Linked DNA regions of Mus musculus: regions 2, 3 and 4 are each linked to region 1. A link is a contact called in public ChIA-PET, Hi-C and promoter capture Hi-C data. All regions are on one chromosome and are shown on one strand. Each heading gives the region's core, a stretch centred on a gene start, on an enhancer-like site or on the middle of the called end of the contact. The rest is flanking DNA. Distances are from core to core; before and after follow the strand shown.

Evidence for each region. Promoter capture Hi-C pulls out the DNA fragments that hold promoters and counts their contacts. Hi-C and Micro-C count contacts between places; a contact is called where the count stands out from the background. ChIA-PET counts read pairs in DNA pulled down with a chosen protein or histone mark.
Region 2: a contact with region 1 is called in a promoter capture Hi-C map of embryonic stem cells. The contact joins the enhancer-like site here to the promoter of Acp6 in region 1. A contact is called at or near these places in 7 of 39 promoter capture datasets (HPC-7-derived erythroid cells, cranial neural crest, embryonic stem cells and 4 more), 1 of 484 Hi-C or Micro-C datasets (nephron progenitors), 6 of 115 datasets of contacts at active chromatin or transcription factors (the 230-238 cell line, embryonic basal ganglia, embryonic limb bud and 1 more) and 3 of 9 other capture datasets (adipose tissue, liver and pancreatic islet).
Region 3: an RNA polymerase II ChIA-PET map of memory CD8 T cells shows a contact between it and region 1, with 15 read pairs. The contact joins the enhancer-like site here to the promoter of Acp6 in region 1. A contact is called at or near these places in 1 of 39 promoter capture datasets (the 3T3-L1 cell line), 5 of 115 datasets of contacts at active chromatin or transcription factors (CD8 T cells, embryonic forebrain, embryonic stem cells and 2 more) and 1 of 9 other capture datasets (adipose tissue).
Region 4: a Hi-C map of CD8 T cells shows a contact between it and region 1, with 2.3 times the contacts expected there. The contact joins the enhancer-like site here to the promoter of Acp6 in region 1. A contact is called at or near these places in 18 of 39 promoter capture datasets (the 3T3-L1 cell line, 3T3-L1-derived adipocytes, the HPC-7 cell line and 14 more), 8 of 484 Hi-C or Micro-C datasets (CD4 T cells, CD8 T cells, granulocyte-monocyte progenitors and 4 more), 6 of 115 datasets of contacts at active chromatin or transcription factors (T-cell acute lymphoblastic leukemia, bone marrow-derived macrophages, embryonic basal ganglia and 2 more) and 3 of 9 other capture datasets (adipose tissue, liver and pancreatic islet).

The regions. Positions count from the first base shown.
Region 1 is chr3:97,157,127-97,160,195 of GRCm38.p6, reverse strand. Acp6 (acid phosphatase 6, lysophosphatidic) reads right to left here and starts at 1,419. Exons shown (of 10, transcript NM_019800.4): 1 at 831-1,419. The coding sequence starts at 1,028. n-TEctc12 (a tRNA gene) reads right to left here and starts at 2,111; the gene lies at 2,040-2,111.
Region 2 is chr3:97,310,861-97,313,700 of GRCm38.p6, reverse strand. No RefSeq gene overlaps it. Among named protein-coding and RNA genes, the nearest start is that of Gm40101, 18 kb to the left of the region's middle. Within about 2 kb of position 1,445, at least 87 of the 459 cell types and tissues checked have an H3K27ac peak or open chromatin away from gene starts, as enhancers often do. A contact at or near this core is called in embryonic limb bud, where this site is marked.
Region 3 is chr3:97,003,130-97,005,891 of GRCm38.p6, reverse strand. No RefSeq gene overlaps it. Among named protein-coding and RNA genes, the nearest start is that of Gja5, 28 kb to the left of the region's middle. Within about 2 kb of position 1,276, at least 20 of the 459 cell types and tissues checked have an H3K27ac peak or open chromatin away from gene starts, as enhancers often do. A contact at or near this core is called in CD8 T cells and memory CD8 T cells, where this site is marked.
Region 4 is chr3:97,293,028-97,296,009 of GRCm38.p6, reverse strand. It overlaps a transcript of Bcl9 not described here. Among named protein-coding and RNA genes, the nearest start is that of Gm40101, 36 kb to the left of the region's middle. Within about 2 kb of position 1,484, at least 35 of the 459 cell types and tissues checked have an H3K27ac peak or open chromatin away from gene starts, as enhancers often do. A contact at or near this core is called in CD8 T cells, where this site is marked.

The sequences.
Region 1 (3,069 bases), core at 170-2,669:
TTTAAAGACCAGATCTTGGGTTGAAACTATAACTCACAGCCCTTCAGGAAAACAGAAATGACCATTAAGAGTATTTGCAACTGAACAAATACAGACTCCATGGGTAAATTCAACCCGGGGTGTTAGGGACTTCTGGTGCCCTTTTCTTGTATACTGTTAGGGGTTATTTTTTAAACAAAAAGCTAATTATTTGTGCTTTAATCATAATTATCCTGACTTATAGCCACAAAATTAGTTAATTAACTTTCCCTCCTTCTTACCACAAATCCTTTCCAGATTTCTAAACCTGACCTTAAAGAACCCCAAGATACAGTCCTTGTCCGCAATAAGACTTCACAAGATCTCAAATGGTCTCTGGCAAGCCCACAAGAAAAATCTGTATTAAGATCTGGTTCCAAAGGTGCCAGCTTGCTCTGTACTGCGGAAGCACTAAAGGTATCTCCTGGTACAATGATCTCTGTTATTAACAACCAGGCACTTACAAGGTCCTTGAACTCAAGTTCAACCACAGAACTACGAAACGTGACCCAACTCCACATCCGCAGAATCAGAATCTGCATTTAAATAAGAACCCCCGCCTGGGACATTCTTATGCATCTTTGAAAAGTTTCACTACACCAAGCAACTGAAAGTTTGGGGGGCAGGGGCTGCCCTAGCCAGGAAGGCTTACACACCACACCGGTGGTTTGGGATGAGCATGGGATGATGACTCCAGGCCACAGCCTGAGGGCCAGTCTACTGTTGTTTCCCTCTGGTCTGGACCCAGCCCGAGCCCCGACGGGGGACGCTAAAGTGTGTCCCCAAGAACCCCTCTGTGGGCCGCCTCTCACCTGCTCCTCCAGCGGGAGAGGCTTGAGCGGACTCCGTGCCCCGTGTCGAAACACCACCTGCACCATTTTCAGCTCCAGTAGGTTGCGGTCCACCGGACGCTGGCCATTAGGAGCCCGCTGCTCGGCCAGGGCCACCCGCCGCTGGTGGAAGCAGTAAGCCAGCGAGGTCAGGACACCCACGGGGACCCACACGCGCATGATGGAGGCTGTGGAAGCTGAGGGCTCCGCAGGCAACGCGGCTCAGCAGCTACTCAGAAGTTCGCGGGAACTGGAGGGCAAGTGCATCCAAGCTCTCAGAACAAGCGACTCTAGCGGGGCGACCCAGCGACAGTCAGGCCGGAGGTGGAGAGAAAGGGGTGGGAGCAGAAAGATTGTCTAGTAGTTTAAGCCTAGCGTCTGCCGGCCGCCCCTACTGCATGCAGGCTCAGTCAGGGCAGTTACTTGGACCTGAAACTTGCACTTCAAACCGTGTGAAGGGGAGGCCGCAAAAGCAGAAGTTCCTCGGACACCCGGGATTCGGGTCCACATTTTATAACCAAGCTCCCCACGCAATCTCCTGACCTCCCACGGACCTGCTCCAATTAAGTCTGCGCACAGGAGCACGGGAAAGTGAGTCCTGAGACTTCGTCCGATCTGGAAACTCAGACCCGTAAAAACTACAACTTCCACAATGCTATGCGCGGCCGAGGTCCCCAGGGAGGGCAGTTCCGTCGGCCCCCCGCCATGCTTAAGGTCCCGCCCCCCCCCCCCACGCCTCCCACGTTCCACTCCCAGTCCCGCCAGTCTTCAATTTAAGGCTGCCAAGAAGCCCCGGGTAATTAAGGGATTTCGTCTGTTTTTTTTTTTTTTTCCCTTGAGGCTTTGCCTGGGGTGAGTAGGGAGGAAATGAGGGTAAGGGGAGGCAGTGTTAGGATTGGTGGGCAAGGGGAGTAGTTTGAATGTGGAAGAATTCCCTGAAGTCCCCAAAGCAAGATTACTAAAGTCAAGACCTGAAACATCTATCAGCTGAGTGCTTCCTATTTGTGAAATTCCCTTTCCCCATTTTGTTTAAGAAAATTGAGCTAGGGATGTAGTTCAGCGGTAGAGCACTCTCGGGGCATGCGCAAAGCATTAGAGCCAGCGGTTTTTTTGTTTTGTTTTTGTTTTTTGTTTTTTCTCGAGTGATTATTAAGTACTTTTTTTAGAAAATTGTGAGAGAAAAAACAGTATTTCCCTGACCGGGAATCGAACCCGGGCCGCGGCGGTGAGAGCGCCGAATCCTAACCACTAGACCACCAGGGAAGTTAGGAGACAGAGGCTTGAGAGGGAAGATAGTAGACCTGGATTGGAGCCACCAAAGAGTGTCAGGAGAGGCCTGGAGGAATGGCGGTAGTGTTGTCAACATCTGAAGGCATTCTCCTAATCTTTTAACTGCGGAACAGTATCGTGGGCTTCAACTTCGAAATGAATTTCAAAGCAAACCAGTAAAAAATAGACTTGAAGTCTGTTTGGAATGGAAAGAAAAGCAACAGGAAAAAAAAAAAAAAAAGAAAAAAAAAAAAGAACATAACACACCTTACATGGCTATGGGCTTCTCACAGAATAGTCTCAGTTTATTAGAAGCCATTTGTAACCGATTTTAGGCAAAAGAGCTATGACAGAGAGATGCTTAGTGAGAGAACAAGACACCTGTGGATGGGTCTGGGCTTCCCATAAGAGATTCACAGCAAAATGTCTTAGCAGTTACCAGATACATTCTTTTAGTGACTCTCAAGATACATCTTGGCCCTGCGTGGTGGTGCAGGCCTTTAATTTCAGCATTCAGGAAGCAGAGGCAGGCATATCTTTGTGAGTTCAAGGCTAACCTGCTCTACAGTTGAGTTCCAGGATATCCAAGGCTACACAGAGAAGCCATGTCTGGGGAAAAAGAGAGAGAGAGAGAGAGAGAGAGAGAAGCACACCCCACCCCACCTCCTTCACATCTGGAAGGGTTGCTACACTTCACCCTGACCCCTTCTGGTTTCTGGTGCAACTAGAGGACAACTTCAGGGAACCTCATCTAGATTAGAGTCTGCTAAGGTAAAACCAGGAGCCCCTGCGGTTTCTAGTGAGAGTCTCAGATTGTGGATTTACAGCCACAAGGGGAGAATGGCCTTCAGTAAAGGAATCCTTGCTTGATGACTAGTGAGAGTGGGGACCCCCTTGTCTTCTTGTGTCCCAATAGTTTTCCTTGCCCTATCCTAGCTCAGACCCACTCCTT
Region 2 (2,840 bases), core at 196-2,695, 150 kb before region 1:
CCACTCAGAAGGGTAAGCAGCCATCTGGCTTGATCCTGACAAGATGGGGACTGACTGCTGCTGAGCTTAGACCTGGTTGAGTTTCCTGCTGCACATGTGACCACCAGACCCTTGGGGGGTTTCTACGGCAACCATTGGGCAATGAGTTTGAGAAAAGCTGAGGGCTGAATCCTAGAGGAGCCAGGCCACTGAAGGAAAAGAGAGGTGTGCAAGACCAACCTCACTCCCCGAAACCCACAGAGAGGAAGGCAAGACAGAAGTTTCCCCTTGTGAAGAAAGTGAGGCTTTGAATTAGATAGACAGACAGACAGATTGATGGGAAAATGTAGAAAGGAGAGTAACCAAGCAGTTTGGGTGCTGTTAACAAGTGCTCAGTCAGTCAGAGATGTGTTCAGCAATTCCCAGCGTCAGCGGTGGCTGTGGTAGACTTGTTTCCCTCAGAGATCCTGCTGGTCCTGAAGGCCTTTATTTACCAAAGCTAAATTCAACTTTGTGCAGGGGAAGGCATGGGAAAGGAGGCGAGAGATGGCAGCAGTAAGTGCAAGGCATGCCTCCAAGCCATACTCACACACATACACACAAATATTTAAGTGCTAGGATTCAGCCATTTCCTGTCTCTTTTACAGGGTAGATAATCTTTCCGTTTCCTAATTGGTAAAATGGCAACCATGACAGCACGCTTGCCCTAAGAGGCTGCACTGAGGCTTAAAACACTCAATAAAAATACATAAAACTACAGCTGGCTGACTGTGGTGTCACACACCTTTAATCCTGAGAAACAGGGCCAGGCAGATCTCTGTGAGTTCAAGGCCAGCCTGATCTACACAGAGAGTTCCAAGCCAGCCAGGGATATACAATACAGTAAGACCCCGTCTCAAAACAACTGCAACAACAAATAATCAAAACAAAACAAAAAACATAGCTGGGGCTGGAGCGATGACTCAGAAGTTAGGGGGGCTTGCTGCTTTTGCAGAGGATCCCATATGGTGGATCACAGCCATGTCTAACTTCAGTTCCGGGGTGTCCGATGCCACCTTCTGACCAGGCATACATGCCGGCAAAACTCTTACATACATAAAAATATATACCTGGCTATGTATTTTAGCTAGTGTCACTGCTGTAAGAATGCGCAGACTCCAGAGAACTGCTCCGCGTGTCATGTTGACTTCTAATATTCTCAACTTTCACACTTCAGCCTGCTCCGGTAACCTACTGAGTAGTATTAGTTTTAGATGTAGGGAATACATTTTAGCAGCCACCTCTTAAGCAGCTGTATGCCAGCTCACACTAAAATGCAGGCCATCCCCGTTATGTCTGGAGTCACTGCGACCTTTCCAGCCTTGCAGGATGATGACAAAGCCAGGGGTTTGCCTTCCAGATCCGGCTCAGCGCAGGCGCAGGCGGTGGGGGCGGAGGGAAGGAAAGATTCCCCAGGAAAACTGCTGTTGGCACGAACTGAATGAGGCGAGTGGGAGCCGAGCTGACTGCCGAGTTCAGCTTAGCCGCAGGCTATAGAAACAGACTTGAGACTTGAGTAAGAGCAAACAGGAGAAAAGCAGCGCTGTGAAGCAGCACGCGGGCCAGCTAGAACCGGTTGTTAATGCACCAGACCAATTTCTTCGGTACAGTTACTTCCACGCCTGGTCAGAGGGGCGGGTGCAATTCTTCAAGAAGTATTTACTGGTCTGCTCCGTTTCTCAGCGCTGGCATGAGCGGGGTGAGAAAAAAGGAAGGCTGGAGGCGGCTCTGGCTCTTGGGTTTACAATCTCTTGCTGAGAGAATCCATTAGATACTGAGGCAGGATTGTTTATGATTATACCCGCAAACAGCTAACTGCAACGATCAGTTAAGGCAAAGAGGGTATCCCTTCATTTGTTCACACTTATATATACACATTCATTTACAGACTCTGTGTGTGTGTGTGTGTGTGTGTGTGTGTGTGTGTGTGTGCGTGCGTGCGCGCGCGCGCGCGCGCGCACGCGCATGCATGCATGTCTCTGTGTGTGCCCGTATGTATCTATGTGCGTGTGTGCACACATGCATGCGTGACTGTGTGCATGAGTGCATGTTCGTGTGCCAGTGTGTGTGCACGTGTGCGTGTGCACGTGTGTTCTACCAAAAAACAAACACAGGGCCTTACACCACTATGCTGCAGTCCCACTGTTTGCTTTTCTGGAATGAGGTTTTATTTGCGGAAGACCAGCCTTGAACTTGCTGTGTAGTCCAGATTGATTCTGAATTCCCCTTTCAATCTATCCATCTCCGCCTCCCAAATGCTAGGATTACAATCCTGCAACTCTACACCTGAACACAAGCTCCTCCTTTACTTACATGAGCTCCTGAGAGAAGTTGGGGGCCAAGGCCAACCCTGGTATTCAGTGTGAGAATGGTGGCCAGAATGTGATCCTGCTCTGAGAGGCTAGAAGCCTATTGGGCTGAGAGCAGCCTGTTTGAGGAGGGTCTCACTATGTATCCCTGGCTGGCCTGGAACTCACCAGGGAGACCAGGCTGCGTTGGATTCACTGAGATCCTCCAGCCTCAGCCTCTGAGTGCAGGGAATAAAGGTGTGTCCCACCAAACCCCGCCTGCATTTTCTTGATTAAGGACTGAAGTGAGAGGGTTCACCCCACCGGAGCTGGTGTCATCCCTGGGCTGGCACTCCTGAGTGACATAAGAAAGCAGGCTGAGTACATGCGTCATACGCAAGCAAACAAGCAGAGGTCCTCTTTGGCTTCTGCCTCAGTTCCTGCCTCTGAGTTCCTGCCTTGAGTTCCTGCCCTGCCTTCCATCATGATGGACCACAAATTGTAAGAATAAACCTGGATTCTTATTTTATGAGA
Region 3 (2,762 bases), core at 27-2,526, 150 kb after region 1:
CTCCACACATACACTGTGGCACATGTGCATCCCTCCCAACACACACACACACACACACACACACACACACACACACATACACACAAATATAATTTAAGAACAAAAGATTGGGCTTGCTCCCATATAGCAACTCATTCCCTTGAAAGCTAGCTCAGGCCCCACAGAAATTCCTTAATTCCTTCTGAGATCTGTTTCCAAAAGATATACTTATTTTTAGTTTATATGTACAGGTGTTTTGCCTGCAAGTATGTCTGTGCACTACATGCTTACAGAGGCCAGAAGAAGATGCTGGATGCCTTAAGACTGGAGTTACAGATGGTTGTGAACCATCATGTGGGTACTAGGAGTTGAACCTGGACCCTCTGCAAGAGCATCCAGTGTTCTTAACCACTGAGCTATCTCTTTAACCATCCCTTTTCCAATTGAACTCTTGACTCTAAATGATCTAAGGACCTCCTACAGTGGAGAACAAGTTCCCAACACACAAGCCATGGTGAGGAGAGATGAGAGATGAGGCAAGGGACAGCAGGAGAGCTGAGTTAGGGACCCATATGCAGTGAGGGTCAAGGAGCCATATATGGTGTTTCGTTGCTTGCCATCTCGAGCAGTTATTCCCCAAGTTAAGTAGGCACTGCCTGCTTCTCTGAACATGTGGTCTGAAATGTCTCCTGGCTCTCTCCCTTCCCTCTCAACTTCTCTTACACAGAGTTCTGGAATTGCTGCCCTGCTGGGGAGTTTCTTCCAGTGTGTGATGGAGTCATACGGTTACTATGTGGGTACTGGGAATTGAACCTGGGTTCTCTGCAAGAGCAGCCAGTGCTCTTAACCACTAACAAGTAGACCTCTTAGTGGGGCAGGCACAGAACTAAACTAGGAAGTCCTCAACAAACAAACTAGTAGTGAGAGATTTCAGAAACCAAAACCTTTGGGCTATTGCTGACTCCTAGGTGACCTAACGACAGTTAGGAAAGGGTTTCTGTCTGTTTTCCCAGATGCTTTATCCCCACGTGTCAGAAGACTATCACAGTGCTTGCCTACTGTTTTAAGGACACTCTGCTGCTGTCTACCTGAAACTCTTCACAAGAATACAGTCGGAGAATGCTGAATACAGCTACAACCCCCCTGAGGTGAGCTGTGCACGTTGTGCAACCCATACAACCCACACGATGACTCAAGGCTCCTGGCCTTTCTTTATAATGAGGCTGCTGCCCTGTGTGGCAATGCAGCCCTCAGGAAACCAAAGCAGGAAAATCACAAGTTCAAAGCAGCCAAGGGTACAAAGTGAAACCCTGTCTCAAAAACAACTTAAGAAGAATTGCTAGTCTGAGGTCCAGGGTGTGAAGGTAGGAGTCCTACCAGCTGGTTGGTCCCATAAAAAGAAAAACCAAACAAAACCTGGGCAACAAGATAGCTCTGTGGGTTGGGCCACTTGCCTGTTGAGCCTACAGACCTGAATTCCATCCCCAGGAACCCACATGGTGGAAGGATTGAACATCCACAACTCCTGCAAGTTGTCCTCTGACCCCCACCCACATGTTGTAGGTGGCAAGTGCACACACACACCTAATTAATTAGCTAATTAATTAAATGTAAAACTAACCAAAGAAAAAAGGCAACCAGCCCAGAAGTTTCTGCTTCTTGACCTCACCAGGTGCTGAAGGCAGACTGAGGCTGGGGTGTCAAGGTTTCTACTTCCTGACACCCTCACCTCGTAGCACGCCCATGCAGGCTGTCTGGTACCTTTAGAACACAATCTGGCCACCTTCATTTTTCGCTGTGATGTCACCTTCTCTGTGAGACACCCTTAACCACCTTGCTTAAAACCACAAAGGCCAACAGGGCCTGGCAACCTCCTCCTGCACACACCTTTGAGCACACTCCATCGATATTTAGCTCATTATGTTTAGCATTTGTCTCTCACCACTAGATTGCAGGCTCATGTGACTGAAAATTAAGTAGTCTTGGTTTACTGCTAGATCTCCAGCCCTAAGAGCAGCGGCTGGTAAATGCTAAGAACTCAGAGATTGGCTAAATGAATTAATCATCTTCCTCTTGGCCACCACCTTTCCAGTCCTCTCAGCTCTGTTGCTTTTGGAAGCTCTTTTTTCTTCTGAATCACACTTTGATTTGCCTAAGATGTTGAACCACCCTGTTCCTCCATCAGCACCACTTCCCCTGGAGTAAGATGTGAACGCTGATTATGCTTGCCCTGGAGTCAGACAGTACCTTACCTTCAACCCCATTATCAGTACCTTTTCGTGAGCTGGTTGATAAGATTTCCATAAGGATTGGCGAGTACCTATCACAGTTCTTCACTCTACAGGAAAGAGGGTGAAGCTCAAAAGCACTAAAGGAACATGCCAAGGTCTCACAGGCAGAAAGCTCAGGAGTCAGGATTCAGACGCTGAACCATCTAAGCTCAGAGCCTACAGTCAGCTGCCAAATAGTGTAGCTGTTCTCAACGGGTGTTGCCCCTGAAGAGTTACTGCGATTGCTTCACAGTAGAAATTCACAGCCAACATTCGCCAAGCAGGTTTGTGTGTGTGTGTGTGTGTGTGTGTGTGTGTGTGTGTGCGCGTGCGTGTTACATACAGTTCCGGTGAGAAGTCATTTTCTCTGAGGCAGATGGCTTCCCACCTGGGGAGTTACAAGCAAGGAAACCAAAACAAGAGCTGTCGCTGTTCAACTTGAACTTGAGAAAGAGATTGCGCAGGAGAAAACCCTACAGCTGTTCACATGCTCCTTTGAGTTATTTTTCTCTG
Region 4 (2,982 bases), core at 235-2,734, 140 kb before region 1:
GAAACCTAGATGCTGGGTGTGGGAGAGGAGGAAAGGCATTAGGGGCCTCCATCTGGCAGGAAGGTCCCAGCACTTCTTGATTCTATTTTAACGTCTTACATCCTCAGACTTAATCATCGTCTGCTGTGAAGGCTGGAGAGTTCCCTATGATTTGTCTTTGGCAAGCTTCTGAGTCCAGATATCTCTTTTAAAATGTTAGCATTTCAGAACCGGAAGGGAGACGGAAGGTTACTTGTCATGTTTTTAGATGTGGGTGCTTGGTGAAGCTGACTGCAGCACAGGGTCCCAAGCCCTCTGAAGGTTGTCTCACCGTCCACTCCAACCTCGTCACTGCTTGCCCTCACACACGAGCAGGCACCTTTCCCTGTTCCACTCAACGCACTGGGTTCAGCCAGCACCCTGTGCCAGGTTCACATCACAACAGGGCCCAGACACGGGAGGCATCAGTTGCACCGTTGACTTGCTTCAGGCCCTGTTTTTTGAGGATGGAGGAAAATGTTAGGGGCCCATCCTCGGGCGATGTCTGGTCTTGTTAGTATGATCCACATGAGCCACAGAATCACACAAACCAGTGGTTCCAACACTGCTAATGCATATTAAACAGCATGCAGGCATCACAATGCAGCGTAAGACTGTAGAAGTTATTGGCCTTCCAAACTGTCGTTTTTGTCTACGTGACTGAGGTCCCCTGTTCCAGTCTCACAGAGCCCAAGAACCCCAACAGCTGAAGAAAATGCCCACCCCCATCCCTGCACCCTACACACTTGTTGTGAGCTGGTCTACGTAACAATCATTATCTGGGTAATTCCCATTCACTGTAACCTCTTCGTCAGCCCTAACAGGTGTTGGAGGACTGTGGTCATCGAGGTCCCCTTTACATCTCCCATGGTTCCTGGGCTGATACTAAAGACTTGGGAGCAGGAAACTCCACCATTCTCACTGTTGTTTTGGAACTCCAAAGACAATATTACAATAATACTGTCTTCCCCACCCTTCCCAGCAGAGCCTGTTATCTAACTATACGGCAAAATCTTACCAAGAAAGTGAGTTCAGTCAATCCCATTTAGGGCCAGGTTATTAAACTCTTACTGGTTTGGTGATGTCAGAAGTACCCCCACTTCCTCTTTATAGCCTGCCTTAGAGAGAACACGCACCCATGCTGCTAGTCACTTCTAAAGAGTCACTCAGCGCTCATCCTAACATCTTCCCGGCTTTCTCTAGTATTCAGGGTAATGTTGTCTTCCGGGCTGTCAACCTGCTTCATCTTTTTTAAAGATTAACTTAATGGTTTAAAGAGAAGACAGACATGCCCCCCCCCCACCACCACCACCCATACACACAAATCACAGGTTAGGTGCCTACATTTCAGGAACCCACACACATTGTGTGTGTGGTTAAATCACGTGTCGGGCAAAGTGAGAGTCATTTCAATGCACCCGTCGTTGTTACACAGTGACGTGCTCAAGCCCACGTTATAGCAACAACCTAAATCAGGAGCTTGTCTTGTCTGCATTTGGAACCTGTGGCTTAGGCCTTCTCTCTCAGCAGGATGCACTCGATTCAGTGTCTTTGGTCACTTCCGGACACACTCCCCTAGACGTGTGGGAGGCAGCTTGAGTTGGCACTGGAGAGAGTCACCCAAAGAGAGTAAGGGAGTTGAAAGGTGAATAAAATGAGGATCTGGGTGGAAGAAAGATTTAATGGGCAACCAGAGAGCAGGCATACAGGTCAACCTTACATCCAAGAGAATAAAAGTGAAGACTGTTAGGACATTTTAAAGGATTGTTTACAGACACTTATATTGAGTGCTTCCACCCACTATAGGCAAGACCAACACCAGTGCAAGGCACTCCCTAAACTCATTAGTCACAAATGATGTTTTTGTATGGAGTTTTACAGAAGGAAATTGGTGGGTTTTCTCCCTACAAGAGACATACATATAAGATATAAAGTTTCCACTTTATTTCTTTTAAGCTTTGGCATCTCAATGCGAACTAAGATGGATGCTTAGTCCTCTGCCCTGGCAGCTCTCTGGAGTAGGTGCTATTGTCAACCTCATGTGATATTTAAATAAGGTTCCATGTGGGTCATCTAAGGAGTGGCAAGGTAGCCTCAGGGTGAGATGGCTAACCAATTAAACAATCCTATTACGCTAGTGGCTTGGGTTGTGCCGTCTCTGACGGTTTCACAGGGGTCTTCAAAGACCATCTGAAAATGCAGATGTTGACGTTGCAATTCATAATAGTAGCAAAATTACAACTATGAAGTAGCAACAAAATAAGTTTATGGTTGGGGGTCACCACAACGTGGGGAACTGTATTAAAGGGTTACAACATTAGGAAGTCCGAGAACCACTGTGATAGAGCATCTCCTCAGGAGATGGGAAACAAAAAAGAGGGCTACACAATTCATATCGAAGGCTCTGTGGTGACAGGACAGAAAGAGCCATAGTTTGGGCATCCCACTCCCTGACTTTTTATTTTATTTTATTTTATTTTTTAAAACAAAAAAAAACCCCAAAATTCTAAAGATTTTTAACAATAATTTTAGTTAGTAAATCAGCGGAAGAGATTTCTATTTCTGACTTAATAGTGGCATGTTTTCTATAATGGGCATTATACCAGCTTTTGGCTTGAGTTTGACAGAATCCTTGTTCTCCCACTCTGGATTCGTGTTGGAGTGAAGGATTTGGACTAAGTCATCTTTATGGTTCCCTTCAGCTTTGCTAGTCAGTTGTTTTTCTGATTCTGTGAACAGGCTAAGGGGACAGTCTAGCCATCTAGATGAGGCCCCTTTCAAGAGCTGCGGCTGCCAAATAAATACAGTGGGCTTTGTGGATATGTAGAATAAATGTGTACACATATGCATCCATACAAACTATATTGACATTTTGAAGTGAAAGCACGTTAGGAAAGAGTGGAATTTTAATTTATGGATTGCAAGAGAATTTGCCAGTCAGCATGCAGGCACATGTGCGAGCGA